Regions from separate parts of the Mus musculus genome. Here region 1 is linked to region 2. The links are chromatin contacts, called in public HiChIP or PLAC-seq maps. All regions are on one chromosome and are shown on one strand. Each heading gives the region's core, a stretch centred on a gene start, on an enhancer-like site or on the middle of the called end of the contact. The rest is flanking DNA. Distances are from core to core; before and after follow the strand shown.

The links. HiChIP or PLAC-seq counts read pairs in DNA pulled down with a chosen protein or histone mark.
Region 1: a contact with region 2 is called in an H3K4me3 HiChIP or PLAC-seq map of the SCID.adh cell line, with 9 read pairs. The contact joins the promoter of Bloc1s5 here to the enhancer-like site in region 2. A contact is called at or near these places in 3 of 484 Hi-C or Micro-C datasets (LSK cells, muscle stem cells and myeloid progenitors), 2 of 115 datasets of contacts at active chromatin or transcription factors (the SCID.adh cell line and embryonic stem cells) and 3 of 9 other capture datasets (adipose tissue, liver and pancreatic islet).

Annotation. Positions count from the first base shown.
Region 1 is chr13:38,631,678-38,636,562 of GRCm38.p6, reverse strand. It overlaps Bloc1s5 (biogenesis of lysosomal organelles complex-1, subunit 5, muted), which reads left to right and starts at 1,471. Exons shown (of 5, transcript NM_139063.3): 1 at 1,471-1,627. The coding sequence starts at 1,522.
Region 2 is chr13:38,543,435-38,548,329 of GRCm38.p6, reverse strand. No RefSeq gene overlaps it. Among named protein-coding and RNA genes, the nearest start is that of Gm40922, 9.0 kb to the left of the region's middle. Within about 2 kb of position 1,394, at least 44 of the 459 cell types and tissues checked have an H3K27ac peak or open chromatin away from gene starts, as enhancers often do. A contact at or near this core is called in the SCID.adh cell line, where this site is marked.

The DNA.
Region 1 (4,885 bases), core at 222-2,721, 88 kb before region 2:
ATTTTTTAAATGTCACATTGTTGATGACAGGTATCATAAGTCAGCCGTAACTGCAAATCGGTACTGAGTACTGGCCTTGTCTTCTTGTTGCTATTCCAGAAGTAACAATGTATTGGTGAGAACAGGAAGTAGAAACTGGTGAAATAGAGCAGGAATTCCCAAGCCGTGCTTCCAAGAATGTCCTTGCCGGAGGGCAGGAATGCTGGGATCCAGAGAGCTCAGGTTCCGGCTTCTTTGCCTTCGCTGACGCTTTATTGGAAACTATCTGAAGACCCAATTCTATTTCCAAAGTGTTAATTATGGCAACTAGAATTTCTTTATCACAACACAGAGTTGGCAAATTTCAGAGGTGAAATCCAGAATCAACATTTAAAAAAAAAAACAAACAGCCACATTAATGTAAGAAAAGCATTCAATTTCACATATTGTAGTGAGTCTTCATGGTGCACAGTCATAAAGGAAATTATGCAAAGGGAAAGAAATTTTTTTCTACAATGCAGAAAAATGAATATGAAATTTCTTGGAAGTGAGGAGAATAACAAATGTCTTTGAAAACTATGATTTCTACATATTGATTAAAAAGCTAGGAAATTAAATTTTTTATTTGTCCTCCTTTGGGGGTTTACCATTTCTTCTGCGATAATCCCCCAATTCCTGCTTCACCTAGTTATTCTCTCCATGTCTCACTTCAAGACTGGAGACAAACACTGGTCTTTTCTGGGAAGTCTTTCCTGATCCCCTCAACAGCTAGTATCCACAGGTATGGAACGATTCCTCTTCCTGCCGTTTATGTCGCTTTACGTTCCTCCTTCAGACTGGACTAAGACCCTTTAGGATGACATTGTTCATTGTTCAGAAGAGAGTAGCGGAGGAAGCGGTCACAGCTGAGTCCTAAGGAAGAACCCCTGGATGATGAGGAGGTAAAAACCACTGGGAGGCCGTGCATTGCTCTCTTTGAAGCATGACAATTTGTTGAGAAAATGAACATTATGGAATATATCAAATGTCAGCACTTATTAGTCTAATTTAGGGAGACCATCTCAAACACCCAACCAAGCAACAACAAAAAACCTAAACAAAACAAAAACGAGTTTCTTAACCTCTAACCGTGTTGCTTTATTTGTTAAAAAAATTATGATCTGTCTCCTCAGGTTGCTATGATGACCCTAAGGTGACAATACATGTCAAAATGCTTTATAAAATAGTGGTGGCCAGTAACAATGTAGAAACTATGTATATACTACTACTGTTATTCTTCTGCTCGCCGCGCCTTGCTCCAACCATAGTGAGTTTAGTTCCTACCGGCGTAGGATGGGATAACCGAGAAACAAGTAATTTTCAAACACCTCCCATACGCAGATCATCTGCCCTCATCCAGCATGGCCGCATCGGCTACACTCCCGGCGCCTTCCCCGAACCCAACGACTCCGACGCCCTGTGATGACGTAACACCAGAGCGTCTCTCTCCCTAAAGGTCCGTGCCTGCGCCGTGGACGCCGCGGGTGGGCGGAACTGGTCGGGATGAGTGGCGGAGGCACCGAGACCCCTGTAGCGTGCGACGCCGCCCAGGGCGGCAAGAAGCGGGACTCACTGGGGACTCCGGGTGCGGCGCACCTCATTATCAAGGGTACGGAGTGGAGGGCGTGGTCCTCCGTGCGGGGTGGGGGCAGCGTGCTGGGGACCGCCCCTCCTGGTGCTCCCCGGCTCCCCTGTAGCCCTCAGCTGCCTGGCCCGCCTCGAGACGAAAGGTCCCAGCTCGCAGGACCCAGTTACGTGCAATGGGCGAAGGGCGCACAAGCGGAGAATGGGAACTAGTTGGAGCCCCACACGTAGTAGGGTGACTTCGGTCCTTCACCCTCTCGTCCTCTGTCCTCTGCGCCTTGGGGGTCATGCCAGGAAGAACACTTGGGAAAACGTCCTGAAACACAGCGCTCAGTACCATACAGTGTACCGGTCTGAGCTGTCCCCTTTCAGCCTTAGTAGATTTCGACCTAAATTATTACAATAACAACTAGCTTTAATTCCTAAACCTCAGAAGTCCCCGTTAACCGCGAAGAAGCCTCCAATTGCAGTTTCCACTGCTTCCCTCAACTCCCTGCTCAACCCGCCTATTCCACCAACTTTGGGCTACAGTCCTACACTGCCTGGAGAGTGGTGGCTTACCATCTGTGCGGTTCCCATTTTACTCTTACCAGATCTGTGGGCGGCCCCAGCTGAGCTGGCTGCGACTGTTTAAACTGTGTTTCACATTGTTTCTTAGGTTTAATTTGGGATCCAGTAGTATTGTGTGTGTGTGTTAAGACTAAGTTAGAATTCTTTCTCTGTGCAATCTCAGTGAAGATTAGTCGTTGTATGGCTGTTGTTGGGCCACCATGACTCCATCCGCAAATGTTTTTCATCTTGCAAAACTTTGTATGCATTAAACCATAACTCCTCATGCCACTGTGAATTTGACTGGTCCAGTGCCTCTGAGGACTTGGACAGCTCCACTCTCGGAAATAAGGCTGTTTTGAATATGAATATATAGACATCCTTCGGAGGTCCTGTGTTCAGTTCTTGGGACTGTATCTCCAGTAGTGGATTTTTGGGTCATTTGATTATTCTTTAAACTTTTTGAGGAGTTGGCATGTTCTGTATTTGCTATACCATTTTCTAGTCACCTGTCATCACCAACTCTTGTCTTTGGTACTAGTTATTCTAATGCGTGTGAGATGACACTCCCTGTTGTGATTTTCATTTCCTCTAATATTTGGTTAATGTGCTTAACTGACTACCCATTTTTTAGGTAGTCATCTAATATCCATTTAAGTCCTTTGCTCGTGTAAGTAGATTCTGTTATTGAGTTATAGTTCTTGATATATTCTTGAAAGGCAACTTTGCTGGCCGCTATACCATTAATGCTGATACACACGCGCACACACACACACACACACACACACACACACACACATACACACACACACACACACACACATCTGTCTCCTCAGTACCCATAGCAGGTGTTTGCAGGCATTTTTCTCACTTGCCTGGTTGCCTATCATTCTGTTGATTGTGTCTTTGAGGCGGAAGTTTTAAATTTTGAAGCAGTACTGTTTTTACTCCCCCAGTACTGGAAGCCAAGCCAAGGCCTCCCACATGCTAGACAAATACCATACTACTAGAGACTACATTACCAACTCCCTTTTCTGTTTTTTATTTTGAGACTGGTTCTCACTTTCACACTCAGGACCCACACACACAGCCTTCCCTTTATTAGGTACTAAGAGAGTTGTAGTTCTGTTTGGTCTCATCTTGTAGTCCCGTGGCTCTTCCATCAAAGCACTTCTCTGTGTCTTTGTGAGGAGATATTTGTCTAGCTTTCACATTAGGTTACAAACAAGTAGAGATCAAAGGATTATACATTTCAGTACTCTTTTTTTTTTGAACAGTAAAAGAATGCATATAGCCTGACTAGAGTTAGATATCTATAGAAGTCTATATTTTACACGTACATGGTTATGCTAGCAGAATTTATATTTAATATTTGGACTCTTACAAACTCTGAATTATTACAATGGATTTATTATAATGTCCTTACACAACGTAACTTCTGTGGTAATCTGTATTTCATGATCTGTTCCCCCATAGTTTCCCACAGCTGCAGTTTTAGGAGTGACTGATAATCTACCTCTGTGTAGAACTAAATTAATCTGCAGAGTCTTAAGTGGCTCCTTTTTATCATCGGACTGTAGAAACAGATGTCTCCAAACCGACAAACCTTAACTGCTTCTCAGTCACGTGGAAAGAGATAGTGGTAGGGGTGCTGTGTAAATATCACAAACAGCTTGCCTAAGGAGATACTCACTGGAGATGAGGTGATTTGGGGACCTTGTGGGATGTGACATGATAGAAGTAGACCACTCTGGCACTTCAGGAACACAGCATACGGGCTGGTCAGAAACCTGGGAAGAAGCTGGTGAGAATGAAAGCCAGTGTCGGGGAAGAACGAGAGCTCAGATGTTGTAGAAGAAAATGGACATTAGGTGAAGTGAGTAGCTGAGGCATAGGGATCAGCACATCATTAGGTGAAGTGAGTAGCTGAGGTATAGGGATCAGCCCATCATTAGGTGAAGTGAGTAGCTAGGGTATAGGGATTAGCCCATGGCAACTGGAGGGGCTACATCAGGATGCCTGAGGTAACATGCTGTGTTTAAATAACTGCAGCTCAGCTGGGATGGAAGACCTCAAATGGACTTTTGGAGCTGACCTGTATGTGTCCTGTTGCCCAGTTGTGCTTTTGCGAGAAGATTCTCAGTACAAGGTCCATAAAGTCCTACAATGCTTGGTCTCACTCAGGCAGCCCTAACTCCTAGTACACTAGGTCCAAGATCTGAATAATAAACTCTACACACTCTGTTGTACACCATATTTCCCAATAGTACTTTCTTCATGAAAGAAAACTCCAAATAGCTTTTTACAGAAATGATGTGGGTAATAACCTGCTGAGAGATTAGAAATTGTCCTTCTGTTTCTATTGTTTTCTTCTTAACATATTAGCATGATAAATCTCAGTAAAACTTTTAAAAACAGAATTAGAATCTGATCCATTTAAAATTTTATATATATATATATATATACATATATAAATATACACATATATATATACATATGCACATGAATATAAGGCGTACATGTTTTTATTTGGGCATGTATCTATTTTGAGGTTTATATCTTAAGCTAGTTGTTGCTAAGAAGAATGAATAAATCTACTTACCCAGTGGGTTAAAATTCAAAATTCTTTCATAGCTATGGCTTTTTCAGATTTAGTATAAAGTAAAGATGCTTAACACCAACACTCACCACCAACCTTCACAGATAAATCTCTATGAGGCCCACTAGAGAAACC
Region 2 (4,895 bases), core at 145-2,644:
GGCCACACTAAAAAGCCTGGAAACTAGCATTATAAACTGCAGCCGGAGTGGCAAATAACAACACATAGACTTTAATTCTTTGTCTCCAGAGCCCTAAAGTGGGAACGTTCTAATCCGGAGACCTAAACTCTTGTAATTCCACACAGGGGTCGCCACTGGCCGAGGCTCCCTGGGAAGCTAATGGCTCCTTGTCAGAGATGTAATGTTACTGTAGCAAGAGTTGCCAAACCCAAAGAGAAAACAGAGAAGAGAATAACTTTTTATGAATATACTTCCTTTCAAATGCCCCGAAACTTGTCAACTTAGTTGAAGCTATGTTCCTCTGAGTAGAAGCCATCTCCTGGGCTGTCAAAACCAAAACATTGGTGGGTGGCAAGATGACATCATTGCTGCTCAGCAGCTCGCAGTAATTTCCACTCCCCGAACCACTCAGGGGCTGAGATGATGGCTGGAAATGGGATTTAGGTTTTCAGATGAAAGTCACACATTTCCTTTCTGTTGCAATCACAACATTCTTCTCTTGAGTGGGATAAAATTGTGCTGTCACCAACATTAGGTCATGCTATCTCCCTCAAAATGGCATTGTGAAAGCACGTGAACACAGTCGTGAAAATACAACATATTTGCTGGGAGCTTGGTTCAACCCTACAGGCACCTACTAAGTGGGTTTGCCTCCTTAGTTTGTAAGTTATCAACAGTAAGAAGATAATTTAATGCAATCACAGATCATGAAAATAAAAAAAAAAAGGAGCAATATCAAAGACATGAGGAGAGAATGTAGCTGCTGCAAGTGAGCCAGGAGAAAGTTCAGGAACTCTGGGGTTACTTGGATCGGGTCTAGGCTCCTGTCATGATCCCTATGATTCCTTAACCTGCCTGAGTACATGTTGTTAGTCTCAGTAGGAATACCCAGGACAGCCAGTAAGAGTCTCCATTGCCACATTAACCTATCTGTGGTCCCTGAGGTCTGGCTGGGCTTTGGGACCAGGTGTAGTGCCAGTTGATAATCAAGAGAGGGACCCTCACATGTTTTGTAGTCTGAAGGTATCCTTTATTGGTAGCTCTTGTCAGGATCTGAAAACCTCAAGTATCTTTTGAAAGAGCCTAGCGCCCATCAAATACACAATGATTAAGTATGTTATAATCAAAAGAATATCATAACAATGTTATGTGCCAGTGTGTGTGTGTGTGTGTGTGTGTGTGTGTGTGTGTGTGTGTAGGGGGGATTGAATGAAAAGTTTCTCTTAGAGGGTCATATCTTTGAATGCTTGGTCCCCAGTTGGTGGCACTCTTTGGACTGAGTATGACAGGGAACCTTGCTGGAGAAGGTACATCTCTTGGGGTGGGTTTTGAGAGTGTATAACCTTACCCCATTTCAGTTTTACTTCCGTTTCCTGATGTGGTGACAAAATGTGACCAGCCAGCTGCCTTCTACAGACACCTGCTGCCTTTACGGACTTTCCCGTGGAGGTGTAAGACAAATTAAACTCTTTGTCTCTAAGTTGCTCTCGGTCATATTTTATGCCAGCAACAGAAAAGTAACCTAACACAGAGCAAACCATAAAAGTTATTCTGGTGTTAGAAAGAAGTTTAGATGTTACAGATAGATTAGCTATGCCTGAAAGTGAGCTGAAGAAATGTGGCTTCCTTTATTCTACAAACACTAACAGAAATGTCTCTTGGCAGTTTCATCACCCATGATGTGTGTCTCTGAGAGCCTTGGGGTACTCTCCTCAGCAGAGGGTCTGGGCAGTGGAGACTTCAGGATGTCTCCTTCATAGACAGGACACTGTCTAGAGCTAGCTTAGACTTCTTTCTTGTTCACCTTTCTTATCATCTCTTGCTGTTAGCCAGAGCTAGAGATTTGTTCAGCTGGGTGAGTGAGTGCTTGCCCCACATGCAAGAAGCCCTGGGTTTAAATCCCCAGCATGGGATAAACTGCGTGTGATGATGCATACCTGTAATCCCAGAATCTAAGCATTTGAACTTGAAGGTCGTCTTCAGCTATGTAGTTTGTGACCAGTCTGGGATACACGAGATGGAAGAGGAAGGAAGAGGAATAAGAGGAAGAGAAGAGAAAGAAAAAAGGTGAAGATAAAAGATACTTTCTTCAAAGAACTATATATCAATTGGCCCAAGCCACGATGCCACCAATCATTCATTCTAGGAATCCATGTCTCCAAAATGGCAGCATATCCTGGGGTTGGTGTCACCAAGGGAAATCGTGGTTCACTTTAATATGGTCTTCATAATAAAGTATTATAATTTGGGGACCATAAAGATTAGGAAAATATTTTTTAACAGAGATGCAGAAACTGGAAGTTCATGCCACCATCTTTATAAAGAAAACAGAGACTTATAATCTAGTAGGAAAGATCTTCATTACATCCTGAAGCTTTTCTTCTTGTAGAAGGGATGGTCTCCCTTTTCCTCTTGTGTGACCCCCTCTCCCTCTGTGTGTGCCTGTGTCTTATATCTTCTTCATTTTTATATAAATGACTATAGAAAGGACTATAAATGCCCTCCTGTTAGTTTAGTTGCCTCTTGCATGGCCCTGTCTTCAGACAGTCACACTCTGAGGTCCTTGGGTTTAGGACTTCAGCTCGTAATAGACAGCATGTTCAACAGCCAGGGCTCTGAGCCCAGACCCACTCAGCCTGCCCAGGCAGAATTACACCCTTGTGACTAGGAAGGATCACTTAAGACTCTCAAGGACAGTCCCATGCGGATTTGGCTTCAGAGCCCTAAGGCAAGATCCTATCACTAACAAAGCCTTCAAAACCCAGCTCTTAGTGTCTTAGAAGAAGGACAAACTCAGACAGTCGAAACATTTTTCCTCCCTGGGGAAAGAGTAGATTTCTTCCTCCCCTTCTGCCAACAGAAGTTTCCAGAGAGTATAGGGTATTTAAAAAAAAAAATCCATCTGAGGGCCTCATTAGCATGACTATTTTGCAGACAAAAACCTCTGCCAGCAAGACTTTGGCAAAGCTAACCTGTAAGTCAGAAATTCCACACTTGTAAGCCTTAGTGACACAGATGTGAGTGACCACTTCTGGCGACATGCAGCTGGCTCTGCTGGGGACCCTAGGAGCTTCCTGGCTGTACCCAGCAACCTCGCCCACCTCTAGCTGCCATGCTATTCTTTCTGGTAAGGTGGGGGGAAGCCGATGAGAGTCAGAATTTGGCTGGACCACAGAAACCATGCCACCATGTTTATAAAAATCACAGAGACTTTTTAATCTAGTAGAAAAAAAAGTCTTCATTACATCATTAAGGTGCGTCCACCATTACACGTCCTTGATGTATTTTATATTATGTTTGACTTTCATGGGTGAAGCTATGGAACCGTCTATGTTTAGTTAAGCATTAAGCAAGAAGGCACAGCCCAGTAAATACCAGACACTCAAGACCTAGAACACTGGCACCAAGGTGCACGATTTCACAGCTCTCCAGATATTTGTAAATCTTTAGAACTAAGACTTTAAAGTAATTCCACCAGCTCAAGACCATCAGTGTTAACAGTGGATAATGATGATTGTGACGGATAATATTGATTACCAGTTTGGCAGGTTCTAACGTCAAGGAAGCAAGTCTGCTGGGCATGCTGGTGAGGGGTCATTTTAATTATGTTAATTTGAAATGGGAAGACCCACCCTAACTAGGAGGCAACTTTCCACAGAATCCCAGAATGAAGAAGAAGGTGAGCTGAGCAGTAGCAACCAATCAGTCTCTGCTTCCTGACTGTGGATGCCCTGTGTGAGGAGCCGCCTCACCCTCCTGCCTTCTGCTATGATGGACTGTACCCCGGAATCATGAGCCAGAATAAACGCTTCATTCTTAAGTTGCATTTATCAAAGTATTTTAGCCCAGCAAAAGGGAAAGTAACCAATGCAGTATATTTGATGTTTATACATAGATTAAAATGAAATTTAAAAAAAGAAGGTAAAGGGAAAATGTTGTGGCTTATTCCTAAAAATCTCAGCCCTGAGAAGGCAGAGGCAGAAGGATCGCTGCAAGATTAAGGTCAGCCTGAGCTATGTAACAAGGCCAGCTAAGGCTACATAGTGAGGTAGCAACAAAAACTCTGAAGTAACAAGGACTAGATAATGACATACCCAGAAGAGATTAAAGATGAACCCAAATTCCTCATATGTGGGCATGTGCATGTGTGCACATATGTATGTGTGTGCATGCACGCACTCGTGTGCATGTGTAGCAGAAGTCAATGCCAGGTGTCTTCCTCACTGAACCTGGAGTTCACTGATGAATTCCACTGGTCGACCAGCATAGTCCAGGAATCCACCTGGCTCTACTTTTCCATCACTGGGATTATTATTAGATGTTACCATGGCACCCAGCTTTCATATGGGTGGTGGGGTGCCAAACTCAGGCCCTAGTGCTTGTGCAGGTGGCACATGATATAGCTACAAGCCTATGTGGGCCAGGGAGAGGAGTGTGGTGATTTGCGTAAGATTGGCCCCCATGGGCTCATATATTTGAATGCTTAGCCAACAGGGAGTAGAACGGTTCGAAGGGATTAGGAGGTGTGGCCTTGTTAGAATAGGTGTGGCCTTGTTGGAGGAAGTATGTCACTAGGGATAAGATTTGAGGTCCCCAAAGACCATGATAGGCCCAGTCCCTGCCTCTCTCTGCCTGTGGATCAGGATGTAGCTCTCAGCTATCGCTCCAGCACCTCCATGCATGCTGCCATGCGCCTCCCTAACACCCCATGAGTATAATGAACTAAACCTCCGAAACTGTAAGCAAGACCCAGATAAGTGCTTTCCTTTATAAGAGTTGCCTTGGTTATGGCGTCTTTTTCACAGCAGTAGAACAGTGACTAAGACAGCACATTAACCAACTGAGAAATTCTTCAGAAGGAGGTCTTGTTTCCA